2 separate regions of the Mus musculus genome follow, and region 2 is linked to region 1. The links are chromatin contacts, called in public HiChIP or PLAC-seq maps. All regions are on one chromosome and are shown on one strand. The core of a region is the stretch at or near the end of the contact, and the rest is flanking DNA. Distances in the headings are between cores, read along the strand shown. Region 1 holds the start of Rnf32 (ring finger protein 32). Region 2 overlaps Lmbr1 (limb region 1).

The links. HiChIP or PLAC-seq counts read pairs in DNA pulled down with a chosen protein or histone mark.
Region 2: an H3K27ac HiChIP or PLAC-seq map of stem cell-derived neural progenitor cells shows a contact between it and region 1, with 2.0 times the contacts expected there. The contact joins the enhancer-like site here to the promoter of Rnf32 in region 1. A contact is called at or near these places in 2 of 39 promoter capture datasets (both in liver), 3 of 484 Hi-C or Micro-C datasets (Sertoli cells, liver and peritoneal macrophages), 2 of 115 datasets of contacts at active chromatin or transcription factors (embryonic stem cells and stem cell-derived neural progenitor cells) and 3 of 9 other capture datasets (adipose tissue, liver and pancreatic islet).

What each region holds. Positions count from the first base shown.
Region 1 is chr5:29,194,328-29,198,315 of GRCm38.p6, reverse strand. It overlaps Rnf32 (ring finger protein 32), which reads right to left and starts at 2,323. Exons shown (of 10, transcript NM_001289757.1): 1 at 2,204-2,323; 2 at 1,671-1,736; 3 at 296-390. The coding sequence starts at 310.
Region 2 is chr5:29,276,541-29,280,439 of GRCm38.p6, reverse strand. The region is part of intron 9 of Lmbr1 (limb region 1); the gene reads left to right. Among named protein-coding and RNA genes, the nearest start is that of Gm42244, 4.4 kb to the right of the region's middle. Within about 2 kb of position 1,524, at least 8 of the 459 cell types and tissues checked have an H3K27ac peak or open chromatin away from gene starts, as enhancers often do. A contact at or near this core is called in stem cell-derived neural progenitor cells, where this site is marked.

The DNA of each region.
Region 1 (3,988 bases), core at 1,074-3,573:
TTTTGCTGTAACTAAATTAGACTCCAGGCAAACCTTAAAAGGAATCTTGCTCTTAAGTATAAGCTCTCTGGTGAAAACTTAAACATTTCTTGCAGGACCAGGTCCCTGAGCCAGGAGATGTGTGCAAGCAGCACCCTGAGACTGTCTGTTACCCATATCACATGCACCTCCCACTTCTGCTCACAGTTTCCCCAAGATCACAAGGTTTGTAAACTATTTTTATACCTGCAGAAAGTCCAGCTAGGCTACCCCCTGTAAATAAAAGCATGGGTCTGTTCTCAGGAGGATGGAGTACCTTATTTCTTAGCATGCTGTATCAGGAATCAGGAAACACTGTGGTGTGGCTTTAACGATCTCTAACATCACGTTACGATAACTTCCATTCTTCTGCTGTAACAGAAAGTAAGAGTGCATGTAAACATCCAAGTCTACGAGGGCTCTGGGGATGGTAAAAGGAATGCCAGCCACAGAGCAGCGTGAGCTGCCCTGTCTAATTTACATAGTCCTAACCCAATCCAGCCCTGTCCTCAAAGAGCTTACCATGGTACTAGAAAGAACAATCTAGAAGCAAAACCAGAGTCTTAGAGCAAAGTCTTAGACCAAAGTGAGACACTAAGTAAATAAACAACCCTTGAAGACAACATTTAGCCCAAGTCTTAAAGAGAGAAATGTGTGTGCTAGATGGCAGGAGCAAGAGCAGAGATGCCCAGGAAAGCAGCATGCTGTTTGTGTTTTGGCAAGAAGGGAAACAATGAAGAAGATGGGTGTATGGCACATGCCGACTGCCTTCAACCTGGCCAACACACAGGCGGACAGAATATGGGGGACAGATACCGAGTCCCAATCTGCTTTCTACTTTTTTTGGGCAAGCGACTTAAGCATCTCTGGCTTAGTTTTGCATTTATAAAAAAAAAAAAACCACAAAAATGCTGACATTGCAGGATTATTATATTAAGAGAAAACCTCCTTAAGGGCTTCCAAGGGACTGTTCTGCATAAGATACTCATAAATGGTGACTGTTGCTCCAATTCCCTTAAAAATGAGGGGACAGACTGGGTATTAACCCTTCTAGTTTTGGGACCAGGCTGTCCATAATATTCTACAGTGGAGAGAAAAAGCACCTTTTAAAAAGCAACCTAAGGGAATAGTATCAAGGAGCTAACTTTCAGAAAGGTGCTCACAGAGCAGCTTAGGCATTCATGCATACATGGGGCCCTGGGTTCTAACCCCAGCACTGCAACACACACTTGAAAAGATTACAGGAAAGTAAGTCCCATAGGAACTAATGTGTGAGACACCTGATTTAAGACAAAGAACCAGCAGCTGTTCAGACCCTTCAGAAGCCTAGGGCAGTTTTCAATGTGCTCACGTTCCCCTTACTTCTCAGTGCTGGCATGGAGATCTATGAGAGAAGTTTGTATGCAGTATTCCTTACCGTGGCCTTGGCTGGAGGAAGGCATGTAAAATACTAAAGGGTCACTGTTATTATTTTCCAAATTCAAAATGCCTGTAATTTGGCAACGCCAAATATGCATCATAAAAAAGTTCACTTTTTCAACAAGATTCATACCATCAGTAACCATAGGTAGCTACTTAGTCTACAATTTCACCAGGTTTTTATTGTACCGTTGTAACTAACATCAAGGTAAGAGCGTTAAAAATTGCCTTACCATAGTCCCATAGTATTAGCAAACTGACAATTGAAAGGATAACGAAACGTGTCAGATGTAGTCCAACTGTATGAGAAAACATAGAGAAGAGGTGACCCGTTAGTTTAGCAACAGGTGAGAAATACACAACCTCTGCCTGGCACTGACAGCCACAACAGCAAACTGCCTGTTTGTAATTAGCTTGCGCACGGTTAGGAGGCTGTGCTAGGTAGGAAAACACAGGACTAGGCGACAAGACATTTAATCACCAATTGTTTTCAGTGATCAGAAGGCAATTAATAAACGCGTCAATAGAAATGCACTGGAGAGATGGCATATAAATTTAAAATACGCCCCCAGAGACAAGAGAAGTCGTTGGAAATCTGGTCCGTGAGGTCCCTCGTTATATCACAGCCTTGTGCAGCGCAGGCAGGATCCGCGGACCGACCACAGCGACCCGGACCTCCCGCCCCAACACTACCCCGCGTTCGGCTCTCGCTCCCTTCTCTGCACCAGAGCTTTATACTTCAGACAGCGCTGCGGGACAAACTCACAACGGCCTTTCCTGTCCCTCAGCTGCACCTTTTCTGAACGGCTCCTCGTTGCCACGGCAACCAGCGGCCTCTGCGCTTCTAGGTGCGCACGCCCGCCGGCCGGCTCCGCCTGGCTCTCAGTGCGCATGCTCGCAGGTCCCCCCTCCTCCCCCCCCCCCCCCCCCCGCAGTCTGGCCAGACATCCCCCAACCCCCTTCATCTCACCTGCTGCGAGCGGCTGGCTCCGCCCGCGCTTACATCATGGCTCCGCCCCTCGCGTATCGTCAGCGTCCGGCGCTGGTGCGGTTACGTCGTCGTGAGGCGCGCGTCCTAGGCGCGTGGAGTGGCGTGCACGGGCTCTCCCGTCTCTTCCTCGGACGTGTGGTTTTTGAATGGCGTCCTTTCCGCTGCCCTCCAGCCAGGCTGCGTGATGCGTCCCGAGGATGCGCTGACCCGTGCGGCTCTTTGGAGTGCGCTTTCTGCTGTCCCCTCAGTCGAAAGACTTGATAACGGCCCCTCGACTGTTTTGCGAGCTGTGTGGCGTCGCCATCCGCCCTCCTACTGTTGTCACGATTGTGTCTTGGCTCCCGGTATCGTGTGGCCTGTTGTGTGTTGCGGGATGCAGGCCTTTTCACGTTCGCCCCTTCTAGTGGCTCCTTCCAAGATCTAGGGTCTCAAGGCTTCTCTGAAGGTGAGGGTGGAGAGAGGTGTCCTTGCGGCTCCTGGCCTTCTGCACTCTGAGACATTGCCTCCTACCCCTCTTAAGTCTGCATCCCCGCGCTGTCCTTTGAACCAGGCTTGATTCCCTGGGGTCCTTTAAAAGTCTTTCACTTCTTGGTGCCAAGCAGAAATATTGTATTGATTTTTCTCCTGCCTGGAATGCCTTTTTGTACTTTAATTGTACATAATTCACCTGGAAGTGCAAAGAAAACACAAGAAGGCGAGATCCTCCATAAAGTAAAGTCTACAGAAGTTACCGAGCTGGAAGATTGGTATTCTGTCACTAAGAAGTCCCAAAAGTCATTATAAATCTGGTACACATGATAAGTCTCTGGAACAATATAATTTTAAACTCCACTTAAAAGTTACAGATTTTTTTCTTGGCAATGAACTTTCTGGATTGGCTCTTACTACTTGAAGCTTGTAGAAGCAGATTAATAGCAGGCCAACTGTTTTAAAAGTCAAATTCACAATGAGTTAGTTATGAATTTTCACATGCTAGTTCAGGTGCTTTCAAGAAGTAGTATAATCTTAGCTTTTGTTTCAGTGAGTGATGCTTTTAGGAGAGCAGTAGGCCCACCTTTGTGCTCTCCTAAGACTGGTTTTTATTGAAGCCTAAGAGGGTAAAGCTTTTGGATGCCATTAGCTAGACCTGAGTTTAAACCTACATTTAACTCTTTGGATGTCTGAATTTTAACAAGTTGCTTTATTGTCCTGAGTTATGGGCTTCTTATTTTCAAAGGGGCCTTGTTGCATCCTGTCATTGGACATCTATTAATTACCCCAACAGTAGTCCTGGTCATTATTCTGTGACTGAATATGTGGCCAATCTAAACTAGTTGGAAACTCTGATACTATGATGAACCATCATGATATTATACGATGGGGGCTGGGGGGCTGGCCTAGCTGGGCTAGTCACAGGAACTCAAGTGAGTTTTTATTGGGGGGAGCACTGGAAAATTCCTTTAATTCTTCCTACTGAATGTGGGAACAAGAAAAGACACGAAACTGCAGCTGCATCTGCTCCATTAGCATCATAGGGTAAGAGCCTGAAGGTGTGGAGCTACCAGGTGAACCTTAGAAGAT
Region 2 (3,899 bases), core at 275-2,774, 83 kb before region 1:
GGCTAAAGAAAACATGATACATTTACACAATGGAAATTTGTTTAGTTAAGTGGAATTACGACATTTACAGATAATAAATAGATCTGGTTCATCAGTCATTAACCCAGATTCAGAAAGATGAGCATCACATTTTCTCTTATTTATGGATGTTAAAGATTCAAAGTATAAATGAGAGAAAATATGTGATACATACATACCCATACATAAAAAGTTTTAATGGGCTTTTGGTCGGCGCCAGCTCCGGGTCACCTTGGGCACAAACTCGGTGGACGGTCCCATGGATCCTAGAGGACTCTCCACCGATCTTAGCATCACTGGTGAGTGGAACACAACATCTGTTCCAAACCAATTGTGACAGGCCAGTGCCAGCAGCAGGGATGCAGGAAACCAGCCTGATCAGGGGGCTCAAGTCCCTTCTGGTCGGCGCCAGCTCTGGGTCACCTTGGGCACAAACTCGGCGGATGGAACTTGGGGCTCTAGCTGCATATGTAGCAGAGGATGGCCTAGTCAGTATTCAATGAGAGGAGAGGCTCTTGGTCCTGTGAAGGTTCTATGCCCCAGTATAGGGGAATGCTAGGACCAGGAATGGGAGTGGGTGGGTTGGGGAGTAGGGGGAGGGGGAAGGAGATAGGGGATTTTCGGAGGGGAAATTAGGAAAGGGGATAACATTTGAAATGTAAATAAAGAAAATATCTAATAAAAAAAAGTTTTAATGGAGCTATCCTGTAATAGGGCAACAATCTACTAAATACCATGGGCTAACAAAAACACAGTGCAGGTTGGATTATCTCTTTGTGAGTTGTTGGCTGGTGAAGTCCCATAGATCCCTAAACATTACAGACTATTGCCAATGCTTTTGGTTACCCTTCCAAACTTGACAGTAAGGCCCAATTGCTGAAGATTGGACATGCATGCAGAAATCAAACAGTTCAAATCAGGAAGCTTCATTTCTACTGGCTAGCTTTCATAGTGCAGGAAGGCGGTGTACAAGCTACTGGGGAAGAAAAGGAATCAGGTATTACCCAGTTGTGAACACTGGGAGCTACAGTAGCAAGTGGCCTGACAGAACATAATTATGATAGGAAAGTAGATTTGCTTCTTTGTTCTAGGTCTTGACCTCAAAGCTCCTCATGCAGGACTTGCCATTCTTGTGAGTGCCGCAAGTATTAGTCCTACATCCTCAAGTCCACCTCCACTGCACACTGCCCCTCCTCACCTGCTTTATTTCTCTACAGTCTTTCCACTCTGTGACACGCCTGTCTCTCCACAGTGGACAGAGCTTCTCAGGGCAGGGAGCCTCGTAAGTGTGCCCTGCTGTGCAAGGTACAGGCTGGGTATAAAGACTATATGTATCCCATGGTTGTTCGTTCCATTGGTGGGTAGATAAAAATCAAATAAAAACACCAAACAAACCCAAGGTAGAGCATTAAGAAGGCAGGCAGGGAAAGTGAAACTCAATGGGAGGACAGAAAACAGAATCCTGGTGACATGTTTAGGAAGGGTGACACAGGCACAGTAAACAGCCGAGGTTGGGCAGGTGGAGATCAGGGATTTCCCACTGTTGTACCCACACAGTCTGTGCAAGCAGAACTGTTTACTTCCAGGGCTCGGCAGTGAGGACCCATTACAGTAATCAGGAGAAAATCATTTATAGCTCTTCCCAGTGTTAAGAGGCTGCATATACCATAACATGCTTAACTGTTTAAGTAATGCAGCAGCATTAATTGAAATAATTAGATTTTGTGCGTGTATAGCCCATGGGTGTACTGGATAACTTTAGAAGTTCTATAATGAATAGAAATTATTTTTTTTTGTTTGAGTTCAAAACATTTACAGCTCTTTTAAGGTAATTTATTTTTAAACTATTAAAGTCTTTGAACTATAATTCAATTCTGTTAGGCACTATTTTCATCTTTGTGATAAAAATTTGTATATCACTTTTGGAGGAGTGGCAGTTTCTTGCTTGTTTTATTCTAAGTAAGTTTTTTTTTTTTTCCAGTACTGGAGATTGAACACTGGGCCTTCTTTGTACATGCTAGCCAGGCCCTCTACCACTGAGCTCTCGCCAGCCTCTTGATCCTAATCTTTTTTTTTTTCTTTCTTTTTTTTAAGGCTGTTCACATTAAAATTTACATTAACTCTTTATTCAGAGCACAGAAGCAGTAGCAGTTTTTTCTAGGTTTTAATACCGTTGGGTTCTGAAAAACAAAGGGGCTGAGGAGAACAAGCTGTGCCTGTGCAGCCTCTCTTCCCGGACCTCGGGGACCTCGGCCAGCTTCTGTGTCATTGTCAGTATTTGATTCTTGCTACTTAGAAGTTGAGTTTCAGGGTTTTGTGAAGATACTGAAACTCAGGATTTATCTGTGGCTGCTTTGTCATAGTGCTTTCTGTCAGGCACTTGTGTTACCGCTGTACTGCAGGCAGTTAGGATATTGCTTATCTAATGTCATTTATAGATGGCGAACACAATAGCTTTCTTAATCAATGAGTAAAGAATACCTCTTTGAATAGGGATATAAGCACCATATGTCAAGTACTATAGTAGGCTATATGTATAAATTACTGTATTTGTTTGCCTACACATCACACACACACACACACACACACACACACACACCTCTAGGGAAATATTTTGGACTTCAACTCTGGGATTCTATGCAAAGTGTTTGGGCATAGTCAGACAGCCTAGACTTGATAGTGTATCTTCAGAAGGCATTTGTATAAATAGGGATGAAACAGTGACAGAAGTCAAAATTTATTTGGCTTCTTGGTCCCTTTGAGTCACTTTCATATAATAAAATGTAGTTCAAACAAATTATTTGCTGCAAGAGTGACTGAGGGAAGCATAAACTAAAAGGGCCATTTTGGGAAACAAAGCCGAAGACTGTGGATCATGTGTCATACATAGTCCTTGGAATTAGGAAGAGAAGTTGTATTATAAAACTCACACTCAAAAAATCGGAATGTGATTCCATATATTTCAGCTTTCTTTCAACCACATCTGTGTGAATGCTGGTGTTACCATATTTGATGGCAGAATAAAATATGAAGGATAAAGGGTGGTCTTAACATCTTGTCTACTTCAAGATCTATAGTGCTTGTGTCTGAAATAGAAAAAAGACCAAAGCATTTTTTCATTGTATCTAACATTACATAATATTTTTAAAGCTGGTTGTCTTAATATTTTTGCCCTTGCTTGCAGTTATTAGTAGTGAAAGTAGGTTTGCATAGCCACCGTTTTTGAACATTTGAAGTCCTATAATACCGGGATCATAGTCATGTGACATCAGAAGCCAAAAGATACAATAATGTTAATAGCATAGAGGTGGTTTGTCTGTGTCTGTGTGTCTGTGTGTGCATGTGTCTGTGTCTCTTCTACAGGCAACCTCAGTGTTAGTACACAAACAACAGATCTACTGGAGATTTGGACATGAGGCTTCAGCATCTGGATGCCTCAAACACATGTGGTTTCTCTGGGGACAGTCCTTTTGCTCAGTCCTAAGGAGCCTTGGGTTTGAACAATCACTTTTCTATTACTTGAAATAATTATCACAACTTGAAAAATCTCTCATTCTTAGAGATGGAATTGCTGGTGAAATTTAAAGTTGTAACCAGTTAAAATTTTATAGTTACTTGGATCAAAATTTTAATCTACCCCTTTTGTTTATATGCTAAATTAAAAAATATAAAGAGAATTGGTTTATACTACTTTTGAATAATTTAGTACCCTGATTGATTTAAGGTACAGAATTGTTGTGGAAATAACTTTATTGCATCAAGCTATTTTAATTGTATGCATGCCTAGTTCAAATGTATGTTTGTTTAAAAATACATTGTATATTTAATATCTGTCCTTGAACATCTGATGTCCTTGAACAGCTGAGACTGTCTTGTCCATT